2 separate regions of the Sus scrofa genome follow, and region 1 is linked to region 2. The links are chromatin contacts, called in public HiChIP or PLAC-seq maps. All regions are on one chromosome and are shown on one strand. Each heading gives the region's core, a stretch centred on a gene start, on an enhancer-like site or on the middle of the called end of the contact. The rest is flanking DNA. Distances are from core to core; before and after follow the strand shown.

What was found. HiChIP or PLAC-seq counts read pairs in DNA pulled down with a chosen protein or histone mark.
Region 1: a contact with region 2 is called in an H3K27ac HiChIP or PLAC-seq map of alveolar macrophages. The contact joins two enhancer-like sites. A contact is called at or near these places in 2 of 5 promoter capture datasets (fetal liver and liver), 9 of 47 Hi-C or Micro-C datasets (alveolar macrophages, blood, brain and 4 more) and 2 of 2 datasets of contacts at active chromatin or transcription factors (alveolar macrophages and skeletal muscle).

What each region holds. Positions count from the first base shown.
Region 1 is chr9:49,715,921-49,720,377 of Sscrofa11.1, forward strand. The region is part of intron 1 of UBASH3B (ubiquitin-associated and SH3 domain-containing protein B); the gene reads left to right. Among named protein-coding and RNA genes, the nearest start is that of CRTAM, 64 kb to the right of the region's middle. Within about 2 kb of position 3,146, at least 16 of the 83 cell types and tissues checked have an H3K27ac peak or open chromatin away from gene starts, as enhancers often do. A contact at or near this core is called in alveolar macrophages, where this site is marked.
Region 2 is chr9:49,584,392-49,589,523 of Sscrofa11.1, forward strand. No RefSeq gene overlaps it. Among named protein-coding and RNA genes, the nearest start is that of UBASH3B, 44 kb to the right of the region's middle. Within about 2 kb of position 3,005, at least 4 of the 83 cell types and tissues checked have an H3K27ac peak or open chromatin away from gene starts, as enhancers often do. A contact at or near this core is called in alveolar macrophages, where this site is marked.

The DNA of each region.
Region 1 (4,457 bases), core at 1,896-4,395, 130 kb after region 2:
CTCTGTTTATACTCAGCCAGAACTGTTATGCTGGCTTAGGGCTCACACAAGCAATGGCTGCCTGGCTGCAACCCTGTTGTTTCAAGGAGGATGGTGTTCATTATAAGGAGGGTGAAGTCTGGGGCCACACACCCCGGCCTTCTGCAGTGGATTGGGAGGCTGGGCTCATCTTCTGGAATGATCTTGGCTAATAATAGGGCTCCAGTCTTTCCTCGAATGCCATGTTAAGTCACTGGGCTCCACGTCACATCCATCATTGCTGTGCATCCTCCTAGACCAGCGTGGGAAACCTCCAGGTGAATAGAGGCACCAGAGTTGCTGGGGGCTGGAGTTACAGACAGGGTGAGTTCAAGGGAGCAGTTGCAATTTGAGGAGGTGGAAGGAGGAAAGGTCTGGGTGGAGCAGGGATGTGTTTGGAACAGGAACAGTTTCTCACCTCAGAAATGTCTTATCTGATGGTCATGAATTAGGAGCTTCCTAAGCAAATGGGACATGTAATAGTACCAAAAGCATTAGAGGATGGAGACCGGTCTTGATCTTAGAGGCAGTAAGGAGCCATTTTGGTCTTTGGGGCACAGGGGCATGATAATAGGGGTATTTAAGCAGAAATATTTCCTTGGAGGTGCACACGACAGATTGAAGTAATGATCCCAAGGCACAGAGAGCAGGTGGATGAGGCAAAGTATTCTTAAGGACCATGTAGTGGGGACTCAGAAGCAACTTGAAGGCAAGGTCAATGACACAAACTATAGTTTCCAGAGGATATTCTGTTATATTATCTCATTTGGTTTCATGCAAACAGCTCCTGGGGGAGAGTAGTAGTATTCTCGTTTTACAGCTTAAGAGAGTGAGATTCAAAGGGGCTGATTGCCCCTGTGAATGGAATCAGGACTGGAGCCTGGGTCTTCCCTTTTCCTAGTCCTCTGCTCCTTCCAAATACATTTCACGTCCTTCTCTTGTTGATTTTTCCTGTCTTTCTTAGCACCCAGGCCAGGGAAGCACCAATGGGGGCTCAGAAACCTTCTTAGAGAATGAACACTAGGGGAAATCAGAGTTTTTTAGAAGAAGTCTGACGTGTAACTTTGAGTTGCTATTATCACCATACCATCACAACTGTATTCTCTGCCCTATCAAACCTGCCTAACTGCGAATTCAATAAATGCATTCAAGGAGTTCCCTGCTGGCCTAGTGGGTTAAAGATCCGGCATTGTCATTGCTGTGGTGCGGTTTTGATCCCTGGCCTGGAAACTTCTGTGTGCCGTGGGCATGGCCCCTCCTCCCAAAAAAGTTGTTAATTAAGTGCCAAGTGTGTGCCAGACCCCTCTCCAGGGACTTGAGGTCTAGAAATGAACAAGGCCACATTCTTGCTCTTGGGGAGCTTATATTCTAGTGTGTCCCTGTCCCCTCAGCACTCTGTGGGGGTGAGAATGTTTGTATCTATCCGGCCAGCATGGTAGCCACCAGCACCTTAAACGCAGCCAGCGTGATGAGGAACTGAATTTTTAGTTTTATTTCGCATGTGGCTAGTGGCGAGCATATTGGCCAGCACAGTTGATGGCAATAGTGAGGGGATTTCCACATTTACACTCATTTGCTAAGAAAGACAAACTACAGGATGAAATTAATCTTTTCCTCAGAATAGTGGAGGCTGCCTTTCTAGCATATGGCGGCCACCCCAGAAGTGGCAATGGACCCTCTCTCTTGTCCTCAAGGACGCTGTCTCCCTGAGAAGCCAAAAATGGCTCCTCACTTTCCTGGAGAGTCGTTCTCTTTGGGTCTTAACTACACTACTGAACACAGACTAGCAATTGGAGGACCCCCAACCTGTGTTTCATCTGGGAGAGCCGCTGACGGGGTCAGACCGAGCACGCTTGGCTTAGAGAGAATATGGTTCCTTCCCACTGGGTGAAGCAGAGTGAGGCTGGAGGCTGCCACCTGCAGGGAGGGCCGCTTTCCATTGCTTTGGGTGTTTGTAAGTGTGACTCCTGCTTTGCTATCCAGTGTCATTGCCCCTGAGGAGTCTCCATGGCCCCCCTCCCCCAACCTCGCCAGGCTACCCTTCCTCATCAGGCCACATCTGGCTCTTCTGTTTTACCTCTCACTGTCATCCTGGGGAATGGAAACAGCCCAGCTGCCTCCCCCAGTGTGAGGAAGGAGAAGAGAACCCACAGGACACATAACACATGGGCCATTGGAACTGGAAGGGGACTTTGAGCTCCATCTAAGCCCTTTCCGTTTTCCACGATCCCAGGAAGGTCAGAGACTTGCTCAGGATCACACAGTGATAGAGCCACAGACCAGAATTGGCTGTCCCCCCAGCTCAGCCCTTCTCCCGGGGGCACCCAATGGATAGTCAAAGCGGTGGGAAGAAGTGATGGGTTGGAGTCATGTACATGACAATAATTTGTGAGTCCTGGGTTCTAAGTTAGCTCTGCACCAACTCACCGTGACCTTCAGGAAGTCGTTTTTCTCTCCAAGCCTCAGTTCCCTGCCCTATGGAATGGAGAAGTTAGACTCTGCCCTCAGTCCAGTGGTGGAGGGCAAGGGACACAGGACACAGGGTTCCTAGGCAGCTGGCTCACGAGCTGGTTAAGGAAGAGCCTCAGTTAATTAGGACAGAAAGAATCAAGCCCTGCATTGTGACATAAGATCACCATGTGTTGGCCTGAGAGGAATCCAGGCCGACCGCAGTCAGGGGTGACATTTGAATGTGGCAGTAAAAATAAATGGTGTGAAAAATTCTTAGGCACGCTTGGCCTTGAAAGCCACAGAGAGCTAAGTCAGGTACTCTTTGTGAATCGGAAATGTAGGACCACGTCTTGCTCCTTGGAGCCAGTAACTGGATTGGATTCTTAAGCTTGCACGTTTGTAAGTTTAAGCCTAATGCTCTGCCTCTCTCTCTCTAAGCCTCTGCTTCCCCATCTTGCAAAACACCTAAAAGACGTGCCCTGAGGATTAAGTAAGATGGTTACCTGACACTTCCTCCTTCCCCGCCTCCTCCCCTCGCACCCCACTTATTTCCTGCATCCCAGGAAGGGGGCACGTTTGGCTCTTTGCAGACTCTGCTCCCTTCACATCGGGGGTGGTTGGAGCTGTTCTCCAAGGCTGTAGCGCCTCAGTGTGGAGGGCTGTGGTAAGGCCGGGGGCAGCTGTGGGAGGAGGTCCAAGAAGGAAGTAGGACCCAAGACCGCACAGAGGGGAGAAGCCTCTCAGCACAGGAGCACCTGCCTGGAGCTCAAGAAGTGTTGCGAGATCAAAAGGACATCGAGCAGCACAGTCTAAGCCAAAAAGCCAGAGACACAGCCTGGTGATGTGCCAAGAGCACAGCTTGGGGACTTAGGACACCTGGCGTCCTGTGCCTGTCGTTTACCTGGGCGGTCTTAGTTCCTCATCTGCCACACGAGAGGATTGATCTCCAAGGCCTGAAATTCTGTAAGCATCCTAAATATCATATCTTAATACCTATACCGTCAGCAGAATTTGTGATCTTGGACACACACTTAACAAACATACACACGTCATCATGCTCAGAGGGGCCCATCGTGGTCCTAGGTATTAGCAGACATCTGATAAATCTAGCTATTCCAGGCTATGCATGGGATACTGGACGAATGGTTTGTATTTTTCTATCCATAAAATAAAATTACTGATTGACTTCTGGTTCCTGTTCCCTTTCCTCCTAAAGCATCAAGGGAGGAGGGCTTGTGAGGTGGAAGGGCTCCCAGCTCCCAGAAATTTAATGGGAAAATAAGACCTTGTTTTTTTTTAAAAAAAAGAAAAAACAAACAAAAAACCCTAAACCCTCCTTTGACGAGGCTTCCTAAGGTCCCCAGGGTGGCACTGTGCTTTCTGCCCACCCAAGGGGGTATTGCCTCATTCTCTGAGCTCTGGGAACTGAGGCCCAGGGGATCAGACAACACGACAAAGGGGTGATGGTCTTGGGGGCGGGAGTCGGGCCAGCAGCAGACAGGAGGCTGCCCGGAGAGCTGGGACCACTCTCACTTCCCAGCGTGTTTGCTCAAGTCCTTTGTGATATAGAAAGTGCCCCCCCACCTCCCCCATGCCCCGTGAAAGGGGAAGCAGTAAGCCACATCAGGAAATTGAACCTGACCTCTCAGCCGCCTCACTGCGCTGGAACAGGGAGGGTAGAATTTCCTGGGATTTTAGCTGCAGCGTAAACCTCTCAGGCATCAGCCAAGAACTGTTCTGTCCAGGAGAATTCCAGACCAGGCTTAACCTGAGAGTTGGAGAAAGTTGGGAAGGGCAGTCGGCAGGGGTGGAGAGGGAGCCAGTGGTGGAGGAATGCAGACCTTGAACTTGCCATTCCTTCTTGCCATTTCACATACCTGTACCAGAGCCCTGGAATGAGCTTTTGTTACCCAGGGAACGAGCTCAGAGAGGTTAGGTCACTTACGTGGGGTCTGGCATCTAGAGAGGGAAGTTGCAGATTCCAGCCC
Region 2 (5,132 bases), core at 1,755-4,254:
TGATGTGAAACATCTTTATACATGCTACCTGCCATCTGTAAAACTTCTTTGTGTCTTTTAAGGTCTTTGGTCCATGTTTTAACTGGGTTGTTTGTATTCTCCTTGTTGAATTTTAAGACTTCTTTGAACATCGTTCCTTTATCAGAAGTGTCTTTTGCAAATATTTTTATCCTGCTGTGTAGCTTTTCTTTTTGTTATTTAGCAATATCTTCCTCAGGGCAGAAGTTTTTCATTTTAATAGAGTCCAGGTGATCCAATTATTTCTTCTGTGAATTGTACCTTTGATGCTGTTTCCAAAAATTCATCACAGAGCTCACGTTGTGGCTCTGAGGAAATGAACCTGACTAGCGTCCATGAAGATGTGGGTTCAATCCCTGGCCCCATTCAATGGGTTAAGAATCCAGTGCCAGGAGTTCCCGTCGTGGCGCAGTGGTTAACGAATCCGACTAGGGACCATGAGGTTGCGGGTTGGATCCCTGGCCTTGCTCAGTGGGTTAACGATCCGGAGTTGCCGTGAGCTGTGGTGTAGGTCGCAGACGCGGCTCGGATCCCGCGTTGCTGTGGCTCTGGCATAGGCCGGAGGCTACAGCTCCAATTCGACCCCTAGCCTGGGAACCTCCATATGCGGGAGCGGCCCAAAGAAATAGCAAAAAAAAAAAAAAAAAAAAGAATCCAGTGCCGCCTTGAACAGTGGTATAGGTAGCAGACACAGCTTGGATCTGGTGTTGCTGTGCCTGCGGCGAAGGCTGGCAGCTGCAGCTCCAATTTGACCCCTAGCCCGGGAACTTTCATGCCACAGGGTGGTCCTAAAAAGCAAAAATAAAATACAATAAAATATAAAAATAAAAATTCATTACTATAGTCAGAGTCATATAAGTTTTCTCTTCTGTTGTTTTCTAGGCATTTTATAGTTTTGCATTTTATGTTTTAGGGCTATGATTCCTCTTGTGCTAATTTTTGTGAAAGGTGTAAGGTTTGTGCCTAGGGGAACCACTGAAAGGAAAGGAATGAATAGGTGGAGCACATGGTATTTTTAGGGCAGTGAAACAATTTTTAGAGCATGTGAGTATATAATTCTTCTAGCACCATTTGTTAAAAGGTCTACATTTGCTCCATTGTATTACCTTTACTCTTTTGTCCAAGATCCCTTGACTGTATTTATGTGGATCTGTTTCTGGACCCTCTATTCTGCTCCATTGACTTATTTGTCCATTCTTTCACCAATACCAATCAATTGTTCTGATTACTGTAGCTTTACAGTGAGTCTGGAAGTTGGGTAGTGTCTGTCCTCCAACTTTATTCTTCTCCTTCAATATTGTGTTGACTATTTGGAGGTTTTGGTCTTGCCACATAAACTTTAGAATCTGACTGTCAATATCCACAAAAATAACCTGCCAGAATTTTTATTGGGATTGCATTGAATCTATAGATCTTGAGTTGGGAAGAACTGACATCTTGACATTACTGAGTTTTCTGATCCATGAACATGGAATATCTCTCCACTTATTCAATCTTTGATGTTATTTACCAAAGTGTTATAGTTTTCCTCAGATTGATCTTGCACATATTTTGCACATAACTAGATATTTACCTAGGTATTTCTCTCTCTTTTTTTGGTCTTTTTTGTATTCTTAGGGCTGCACCCAAGGCATATGCAGCTACCAGCCTACACCACAGTATAGCAACACCAGGTCCAGGTTGCATCTGTGACCTACATCGCAGCTCATTGCAACGCCAGGTCCTTAACCCAGTGAGGAGGGCCAGGGATCGGAACCCCTGTCCTCATGTATACTAGTTGTGTTCATTACTGCTGAGCCACAGTGGGACTCAAGGTCTTAGTCTTTAAGTGAGTCTGAGCCTTGGCACTGCAAACTTCACAAGACTTTCTCAGGGTTTCTTTCCCCCTCCTTAAGTGGGAGAGGATGGTTGGAGTGAGCTAGTGTGGGGTAGTTCCCTCCCCAGGTCACTTAGGCTCTGATAGTACCCTGGCAGGTTAAACTCTTGTTAACTAGTCTCCGGGAGTTCCCATCATGGCTCAGTGGTTAACGAATCCGACTAGGAACCATGAGGTTTCGGGTTCAATCCCTGGCCTTGCTCAGTGGGTTAAGGATCCAGCGTTGCCGTGAGCTGTGGTGTAGGTCGAAGATGCAGCTCAGATCCTACGTTGCTATGGCTGTGGCGTAGGCCAGTGGCTACAGCTCCAATTAGACCCCTATCCTGGGAACCTCCATATGCCACGAGTACGGCCCTAGAAAATTCAAAAAAGCAAAAAATCAAAAACAAACTAGTTTCCCCTGAAGGCAGGCCTTGTTAAGAAAAGTAGAAGGCTCTGGCTTGTTGGGAAATGGTTCCTTTTCAGAAGTTCCCTGGTGGCCTAGAGGTTAAAGATTCACTGTTGTCACTGCTGCGGCTCAGGTTACTACTGTGGCGTGGATTTGATCCTTGGCCTGGGAACTTCATCATGCCACAGGTATGGCCAATAAATAAATAAATATATAAATGTTCCTTTTCCTCTACCCCTGCCAGAAGCACTAGGGGCTTTTTCTCCAAAATTTACTGTGGGAATATGATCAAGCTCCCAGAGGTAGAACTCCCAGAGTATGGTGGAGGTCCCCCATGACTGGGTTTCCCTAGAGTGATTTGTGTTTTTTGTTTTTTTTTTTTCTTTTTACAGCTACACCTGTGGCATATTGACATTCCCAGGCTAGGGGTCAAATTGGAGTTGCAGCTTCCTGACTATCCCACAGCCACAGCAATGCCAGATTGGAGCTGCATCTGCTACCTACACCCTAGCTTTCAGCAATGCGGGATCCTTAACCCACTGAGCCAGGCCAGGGATCGAATCCACATCTCCGCAGACACTATTTCAGGTTCTTAAGCTGTTGAACCACAATGGGAGCTCCTCCCCAGAGTTTTTAATTCTCAGCCTGGTGCACACTGAGCCTCCAGCAAGCAATTGGTCAGTGATGGTTCTGCTTTTCCTATCCCAGCCCTGGCTTCCGGGTGGTTTCTAGTCCCGAGCCTCTGTTTGGGGAAGCCAGGACTTCCTATATTCATCTGACTGGCTACAGTTTGTCCTGTGTCCTCATCTGGCTTTCAGATGCTAGTAATGTTGATTTTTTTCAGTCTGTTCAGCCTTTTTACTTGTTGCTAGGATGAAGTGGAAACTTCTAAGCTCCCTACATGCAGAACCTGAAACCAGAAGTCCTTAACTTTTTTAAGAGCAATGCATTTTCCCACATGTAAAAAATTTGCATTTTAAAAAGGCCATAAAGTCAAAAAACAGATTACATCTTAGAGAAAATTTTTTTCTTTTCTTTTTTTTTGTCTTTTGTCTCTTTAGGGAAAAATATTTTCATTTCATGTCATATACAAAGTCTGATCTCCTTAACAGAAAATGGACAAAGAGAACAGAACTTGTGGTCAAGGTGGAAGGGAGAGGGAATGGGATGGACAGGGAGTTTGGAGTTAGCAGAAGCAAACGATTACATTTAGAATGGATAAGCAATGAAGTCGTACTGTACAGCTCCAGGAACTATAGCCAATCTCTTGGGATAGAACATGATAGAATATAGGAGCTCCTGTCGTGGCGCATCGGAAACAAATGTGACTAGGAACCATGAGGTTGTGGGTTCCATCCCTGGCCTCACTCAGTGGGTTGGGGATCTGGCATTGCTGTGAGCTGTGGTGTAGGTCATAGATGTGGCTTGGATCTGGCGTTGCTGTGGCTGTGGCATAGATCAGCAGCTGCAGCTCCAATTCGACCCTTAGCCTGGGAACCTCCATATGCCTCGGGTGTGGCCCTAAAAAGACAAAAGACAAAAAAAAAAAAAAAGAACATGATGGCATAGGAGAAAAAGAACGTGTGTGTGTGTGTGTGTGTGTGTGTGTGTGTGTGTGTGTGTAAGGCTGGGTCACTTTGCTGTATAGCAGAAATTGACACAATGTTGTAAATCAGCTATATTTTAAAAAAAAGAAAATGGACAAAGGATAAGAATGAAATTACAGAATAATTACGAATGACTTTTAAGTATTTAAAAAGATATTTAAATATATACAAAGTACTTCAAAAATGCTTACTTAACAATTACTTGTTACTGTTTTTGTTACTTTTATTGCACTATTATTATACCTTTTCAAATAAATGCAAATTAAAACTATTAGACATCATTTTAAATTTAGATTGGCAAAAATAAAAAATGGATAATGTAATGTATGAGAGTTTCTATATTTTGTTGTTGAGAGAGTAATTTGATACAACTTCTTTTGGAAAGAAATTTAATAAGATTTCTCAAGAGTGAAGAGACATATTATCCTTTTATGCAGAAATTTCAATTTGAGGATTGATCCCTCAGAGATATACATATATATATGTCTCCAAATATGCATGTACAAGAATATTAATTGCAGCATCTTTAATAGTACAAGAGAGAAACAGGTATACCCTACCATGATTCAGCAATATAATAGAATACTATATAGCTCTTCAATAGAATAGGTGGTGTAGGTCCTGGAAAAGTTTTGAAAACATAATGTTAAGAAACCAAATACATAGAAAACAACTGTGCTACCATTTATATTTAAAAGGTGGGGATACATAAATGTATATTCATAGAGAGCATTTCTGGAAGGAGGGAAAAAAATGTTAGTGGTTGACCCTAAGACATCATGAGCCAGAAGTCTGCATGGGAAGATCACCTATGTCTTTCATTATGTGCTTTTATTGCTTCAGAGAAGAGGCGGGGATAGGGTGGTGGGGGGAGAGAATGCAATCAAGCACACATCTCTGTAGAAGGTTGCTGCTAGTTACAAGGAAACTGTATCTAAGTTAATGGTTTTAGTGCTTTTCTAAGTATGGGAAGATGCAAGAATCCAGAATCCTAAAGATTCTCTCCTGAAAATATCTAACTCTCTGGAGTCCTATTCTGCCAGCTTTCCAGAGCACAGCATGCCTCATCCCAATCTGAATTCCTTTCAGGGTATGTTGAAGTCGGTCACTGCAATAGCTGATAATTTAATTCTTGTAGAACCAGGTGGCAATTAACATTCTCTAGTTGGCAAGTGGGTATAAAGTTTCAGTTACACAAGATGAATAGGGTCTGGAGATCTGCTGTACAATATTGTAGCTACAC